2 separate regions of the Acanthopagrus latus genome follow, and region 2 is linked to region 1. Evidence: chromatin contacts called from public Hi-C data. All regions are on one chromosome and are shown on one strand. The core of a region is the stretch at or near the end of the contact, and the rest is flanking DNA. Distances in the headings are between cores, read along the strand shown.

The links. A called contact is a pair of places that touch in the nucleus more often than the background predicts.
Region 2: a contact with region 1 is called in a Hi-C map of muscle, with 3 times the contacts expected there. The contact joins the promoter of nrn1a here to the promoter of ppp1r3g in region 1. A contact is called at or near these places in 2 of 4 Hi-C or Micro-C datasets (liver and muscle).

What each region holds. Positions count from the first base shown.
Region 1 is chr19:23,803,339-23,806,107 of fAcaLat1.1, forward strand. It overlaps ppp1r3g (protein phosphatase 1 regulatory subunit 3G), which reads left to right and starts at 1,435. Exons shown (of 1, transcript XM_037078892.1): 1 at 1,435-2,769. The coding sequence starts at 1,725. The coding sequence ends at 2,549.
Region 2 is chr19:23,971,018-23,973,786 of fAcaLat1.1, forward strand. It overlaps nrn1a (neuritin), which reads right to left and starts at 1,322. Exons shown (of 3, transcript XM_037079125.1): 1 at 1,030-1,322. The coding sequence starts at 1,084. It overlaps LOC119008608 (coagulation factor XIII A chain-like), which reads left to right. Exons shown (of 24, transcript XM_037079122.1): 6 at 914-1,073.

The sequences.
Region 1 (2,769 bases), core at 185-2,684:
ACCACGAAAAATATAAAGTATCATGAAAACTTTAAAAAACATGAAAATTATGAGAAAGTATAAAAAATAGAGAAAAAAACAAAAAAATATAAAAGGAATAGAGAAATATGAAAAATATTTGAAAATTGGGAAATTATTAAAAATCACGAAACATATAAAGAACGAAAAATGAAAAATATAAAAAATAATATAAAATAATTGAATAATAAATATGAGAAATATGGAAATTATAAAAACTACAAAAATATAAATTATCATGACAACTTTGGAAAAATATGAAACCTATAAGAAAGAATAAAAATATAAAAAGAATTTAAAAATATGAAGCATTTATTTCCTCACAGTCAGCAGTGATTACAGAGCAAATCAAAAAGTTCATAAAAACACAATAACAGAACGTGTGGAGGTGGAAATATTATCTCACTTAAATACAAACAGAATTAATAGAATGTAAAAATAAAATGAAATTGTGTAAATAATGATTGTGGTCACATCTTTCACAGGCAGATCTCAAAGTGCATCAAAACTAAATGTGCACCTCTGCAGCAGTCATGACGTCATCTTTAGTTTCCAACACATCTGTAGAATTGAACCCTGTGGATGTGTGACGTGTCTGACAACGTGTTTAATAGCAGTCACTCGTTTTCTTTGTGTCGTCATCGATCAGTTTTATCGCACTTTTGTTCTTCGCCAAAATCCTCGAAACACGGAGGGAAGCAGCTGCAGCTCTGAGATCCAGCTGGGACGTCTGAAGACGTCATGCCGTCTGTCCGCAGGAACCTGACGTCAGCGTGATGAAGTCATGACGTCACGTGTTTGTTTTCGGCCGCTGTGTGACGCACACTTGGAGCTGTGAGTTACATAATGCAGTCAGTCTGTAACACAGGACAACTTTATTTACACATCCTGTGGAGACAAACTGAGGACAGCAGGTCACCGTGATGACGTGCCTGATGACGTGCCTGATGACGTGTCTGTGAACCATAACATCATGATTTAAGAATAAATGTTTCATGTTTTCTCTGGTTTACTGACAAAAACTTTAAACTGAGATAAAATCATCTGACTTCTTCTGATATGATTAATAATTATTTCACTGATAACAGTTAAATACTGAATAAACTTCTGACAAGTCAGGACTGGTTAAAGGAGCATTATGTAGATTAACAGAAGACGTGTATATTTACAACATTAATGAGGTAATAACACAAACTGTGTCCATCAGTGAATAAAGAAGCTGCTCTCAGAGGACGATAAGGTCCAGAACACTGTGTGAGGCTGGAGAGGTGGCAGGGTCCGCCACATGTAAACACAGTAGAACAGTTCAAACTGTGTTGTCCTTTAAGGTCAGTTTGTTTCTTTCTCTGCACATTAACATTTCTACAGAATGCTCCTTTAATCAGTGTGTTATGAATCATGTGTTTGCTGTAAAATAACTGTTAAAGCTGAAAGAACCATGAATGATCTTTTATTCTGAAGGTTCTAATGAAGTGTGACCAGGTGTTTGTTTGTTTGTTTGTTTGTTTGTTTGTTGTTTACAGTCCACGTCCTGCACGCACTCAGGGGAAAGTTGACGTTGGTGACGTGACGGTGCGCACGTTTCTGTGAATGCACGCGCTCTGCTGTCACCACGTCGTCCTCTGCGGGGGGCGGGGGGCTCCTCACTATACAAGCCGCCCCGCACCGGGACACACGCGGACTCCGGACCGGCAAGCAGGGCACTAATGTCCCGCTCACTGCTCCAGATCCACACCGGGGGACACTCGCCGTCCCCCGGGCAGTCTGCGGAAAACGGGCTGGAGGATGAAGAGGAGGAGGACGATGAGGAAGATCTGGATGACGAGGTGGACGCTTCACAGCTGGAGAGATTCATGAGGGACAGGAGGAGAGCCCAGTCCCTGCCCGCATACCCGGCGGCGCTCCTGGACGAGGACTCCGGCGGTGACGGGAGGAAGCGGGTGAAGTTCGCAGACTCGATGGGTCTGAACCTGGCCAGCGTCAAACACTTCAGTTCGCTGGAGGAGCCGCAGATCCCGAGCAAAGTTCTGTCCAGACACAAGAGCTTCCCGCCGCAGCAGGACTTACTGAACGACCTGTGCCAGAGCTTCAAGTCCAGCCTGGACACGGACCGGCTGGTCTCGTGCTTCCCAGAGCCTCGAGAGGCGGAGCGGAGAGTCCAGCGGCTCGGCGTGTGTCTGGAGAAGGTCACCATCACGCAGTTCGACGTGCGGGGGCAGATCCGGGTCTTCACCGGCTGCACCGACAAAGAGGTCGGGGTGAGGTACACCTTCAACGACTGGCTCTCCCACGTGGACGCGCAGGCTCTGCCCGTGGCCGTGGATCAGCCGGGCTTCGTGGGGGAGCAGTTCACCTTCACCGTGTACACGCCGCCCTTCATGGACCCCAGCTCAGCCGTGCACTTCGCCGTGTACCTGAGGAGCAAGGAGGGGGAGTTCTGGGACAACAACGAGGGGCAGAACTACACCCTCAGGTACCGCTGCATGCCCAACACCACGCCCTTTGTCAGTGCCGCATTCCACGCTGTGTGATCGGTGCGTAAAACCTACAGATCTGTGCGTAAAACCTACAGATCTGTGCGTAAAACCTACAGATCTGTGCGTAAAGCTCTCCATCTGCGCCTTCTGTTGAAAAAAATCTTTAGATGTGCAGCTGCTGTTTTCCATCTGCTCACTAAACGTTTCATCTGTGTGATTCTGTATTTTGAGATCAGAGAACTTGTTTCATGTCAGTCAGAGGATCTGAATCTTC
Region 2 (2,769 bases), core at 72-2,571, 170 kb after region 1:
GCCTCGTTCTGCGCATGTTCACCGGGACGGAACCGGGAGATAAAAGAACCGCGTCGTTGTGTCGTTTCGTTCCCGCTGATTATTATCAGAGCAGCAGAGATTAAAATATAGATGATATTATATTATAGAATTAATAATTGTTGTCGGCTGTTTGCGCCTCTCGTGCTCGGCTCTGTCGTCCCGGCTGTGACGGTGCGGAGCCTCCCGCAGCCCCGCAGCCTCCCGCACACTGCGGCGGGAGAGCAGCGCGCTCCGGCGTCACGTCTGAGATTCTTCTGCTGCAGTTCGACATGTTCCGAACCTCCACACGGGCCTTTTATTTCTCCTGCTCCGTGTGCAGAGACACGCCGAGAACACAGAACACGAACCAGAACCGGAACCGTCGATTTTAAACAACAAAACCAGCGAATTAAATGTAATTTTATTTGAAATAATTTGATTTAGTTTAAATAAATTCAAATCATTTTTTTTGTTGTGAATGTGGAAAATAAAAAAAATTAAAAATCAACAAATGTCTCGAGTTTGGGACAACCGAGGTGTGTGTGTGTGTGTGGGGGGGGGCGGGGGGGCATTCCCCTTGTTAACGCGCACATGCACACACACGCACACACACGCACACGCACACACACACTGGATGTGTAGCCTCGCTGCTGCTCCAACACAGAAACATGTGTCAGCTGTAAATCTGATTAAATTACTTTTTAAAAAACAGATTTTTATATTTTGCAGCTGAAACAAACAAAATTTAATCATCTGTTAAACAAAAAAAAAAACAAACAAAAACATTTCTGAGTCGTTTTCAGAAGCGACGGATTCATTTCTTTTTTAAATTAACGGTGAAATAAAATAAAACACCTTCAGGAGTCAGAATCCAAATAAAACATGTTTTTGCTTCTTTATGGATCAAATTCAGATTCTCGTCCGGGACAGAAAGCGACAACACGAGACTTTCCCGACCCGCTCATCGACACACTGATGTATGATGGAGGGATGTATGATGGAGGGATGATGGAGGGATGGGACACTCACCTATGTGGAGAGCTAGAAAGAGAGCGAGGCATCTGGAGGACCAGGTAACTCCCATCCTCTGCGTCCTCCTCTCAGCATGAGAGCAGAGATTCACAAAGTTGTTGAGCAGCTGAGCAGGAGCCGCACATTCCACACAACAGCCGCAAAACACCCAGCAGCTACATCCAACACTCTCCTCCTCCTCCTCCTCCTCTTCCTCCTCCTGCTGCTGCTGCTTCTTGTTTCTTCTTCTTCTTCTTCTTCTTCTTCTTCTTCTTCTTCTTCTTCTTCTTCTTCTTCCTCCTCCTCTGTGGCTCCTGCTCTCTGCGCTCTGCGCGTCCTGCCTGGTTTTACGCGTCTGGAGAGAAAAAAGAAAAGAGAGAGAGGAAGAGAGAGAAAGCCCCTCCTCCTCTCTCTCTCTCTCTCTCTCTCCTCTATCCTCCTCCTCTCTCTCTCTCTCTCTCTCTCTCTCCTCTCTCCTCCTCCTCTCTCTCTCTCTCTCTCTCTCTCTATCCTCCTCTGTCTCTCTCTCTCTCTCCTCCTCTCTCTCTCTCTCCTCTCTCTCTCCTCCTCTCTCCTCCTCCTCTCTCTCTCTCTCTCCTCCTCTCTCTCTCTCTCTCCTCCTCTGTCTCTCTCTCTCTCTCCTCCTCTCTCTCTCTCTCCTCTCTCCTCTTCCTCTGTCTCTCTCTCTCTCTCTCCTCCTCTCTCCTCTCTCCTCCTCCTCTCTCTCTCTCTCTCTCTCTCTCTCCTCTCTCCTCCTCCTCTCTCTCTCTCTCTCTCTCTCTCTCTATCCTCCTCTGTCTCTCTCTCTCTCTCCTCCTCTCTCTCTCTCTCCTCTCTCTCTCCTCCTCTCTCCTCCTCCTCTCTCTCTCTCCTCCTCTCTCTCTCTCTCTCCTCCTCTGTCTCTCTCTCTCTCTCCTCCTCTCTCTCTCTCTCCTCTCTCCTCTTCCTCTGTCTCTCTCTCTCTCTCTCCTCCTCTCTCCTCTCTCCTCCTCCTCTCTCTCTCTCTCCTCCTCCTCTCTCTCCTCCTCCTCTCTCTCATTATCATTTCATCCTTTTCTTTCATGTTTTGTTTTAAGCTGTTATTATAGTTATTATATTATATTTATTTTATTCTTTCACTCGGAGCCGCAGCTGCAGGTCAGAACCAAACTCATTTATTACAGAGTCTCAACATTTCCCCCATGAACAGTCAGAACCCCGGATCAGAACCAGACTAAAGTGTCTCATTTCATTTAATGAGAGTCTGACAGTGTGAATGTTTCTCCATGTTGTTTGAACAGGAAACTTTCTGTCACTGTGGGAACAATAAAGTTTCTTCGATCTTGAATTGAAACGTTACAGTAAAAAGTATATTTAAAGTGAACATGTGTGTTTATTACTGACCTCCATCCACTCATACAGAAACCAGAAAGTTCTGGAGATCAATCTGTACGTTCACGTTCAGATAACTGATTCTTCTTTTCAGGTTTTTTTACTCTGAAGCCTCAATAATTGTGCAGCAAGACTCTTAGTGGTGGAGACGTTTCAGTCATGTGACCGTGATGTCGTCTGTTTGTAGCCTAACATTAGCTTCTTACTGCTACACAGTTAATTTAGCTTCACACATCACAGAGTGGAGTTCATCTGTGGAGATTATCTGGATCAACAGAACCTGGACGGATCAGAACCTGCAGGTTATGTTCTGTAATAATCCAGAATCCAGATGAATAATCCCACAGAGGAACCGGAGCGATGTGGACTTTCAGAAGCTGTCACAGA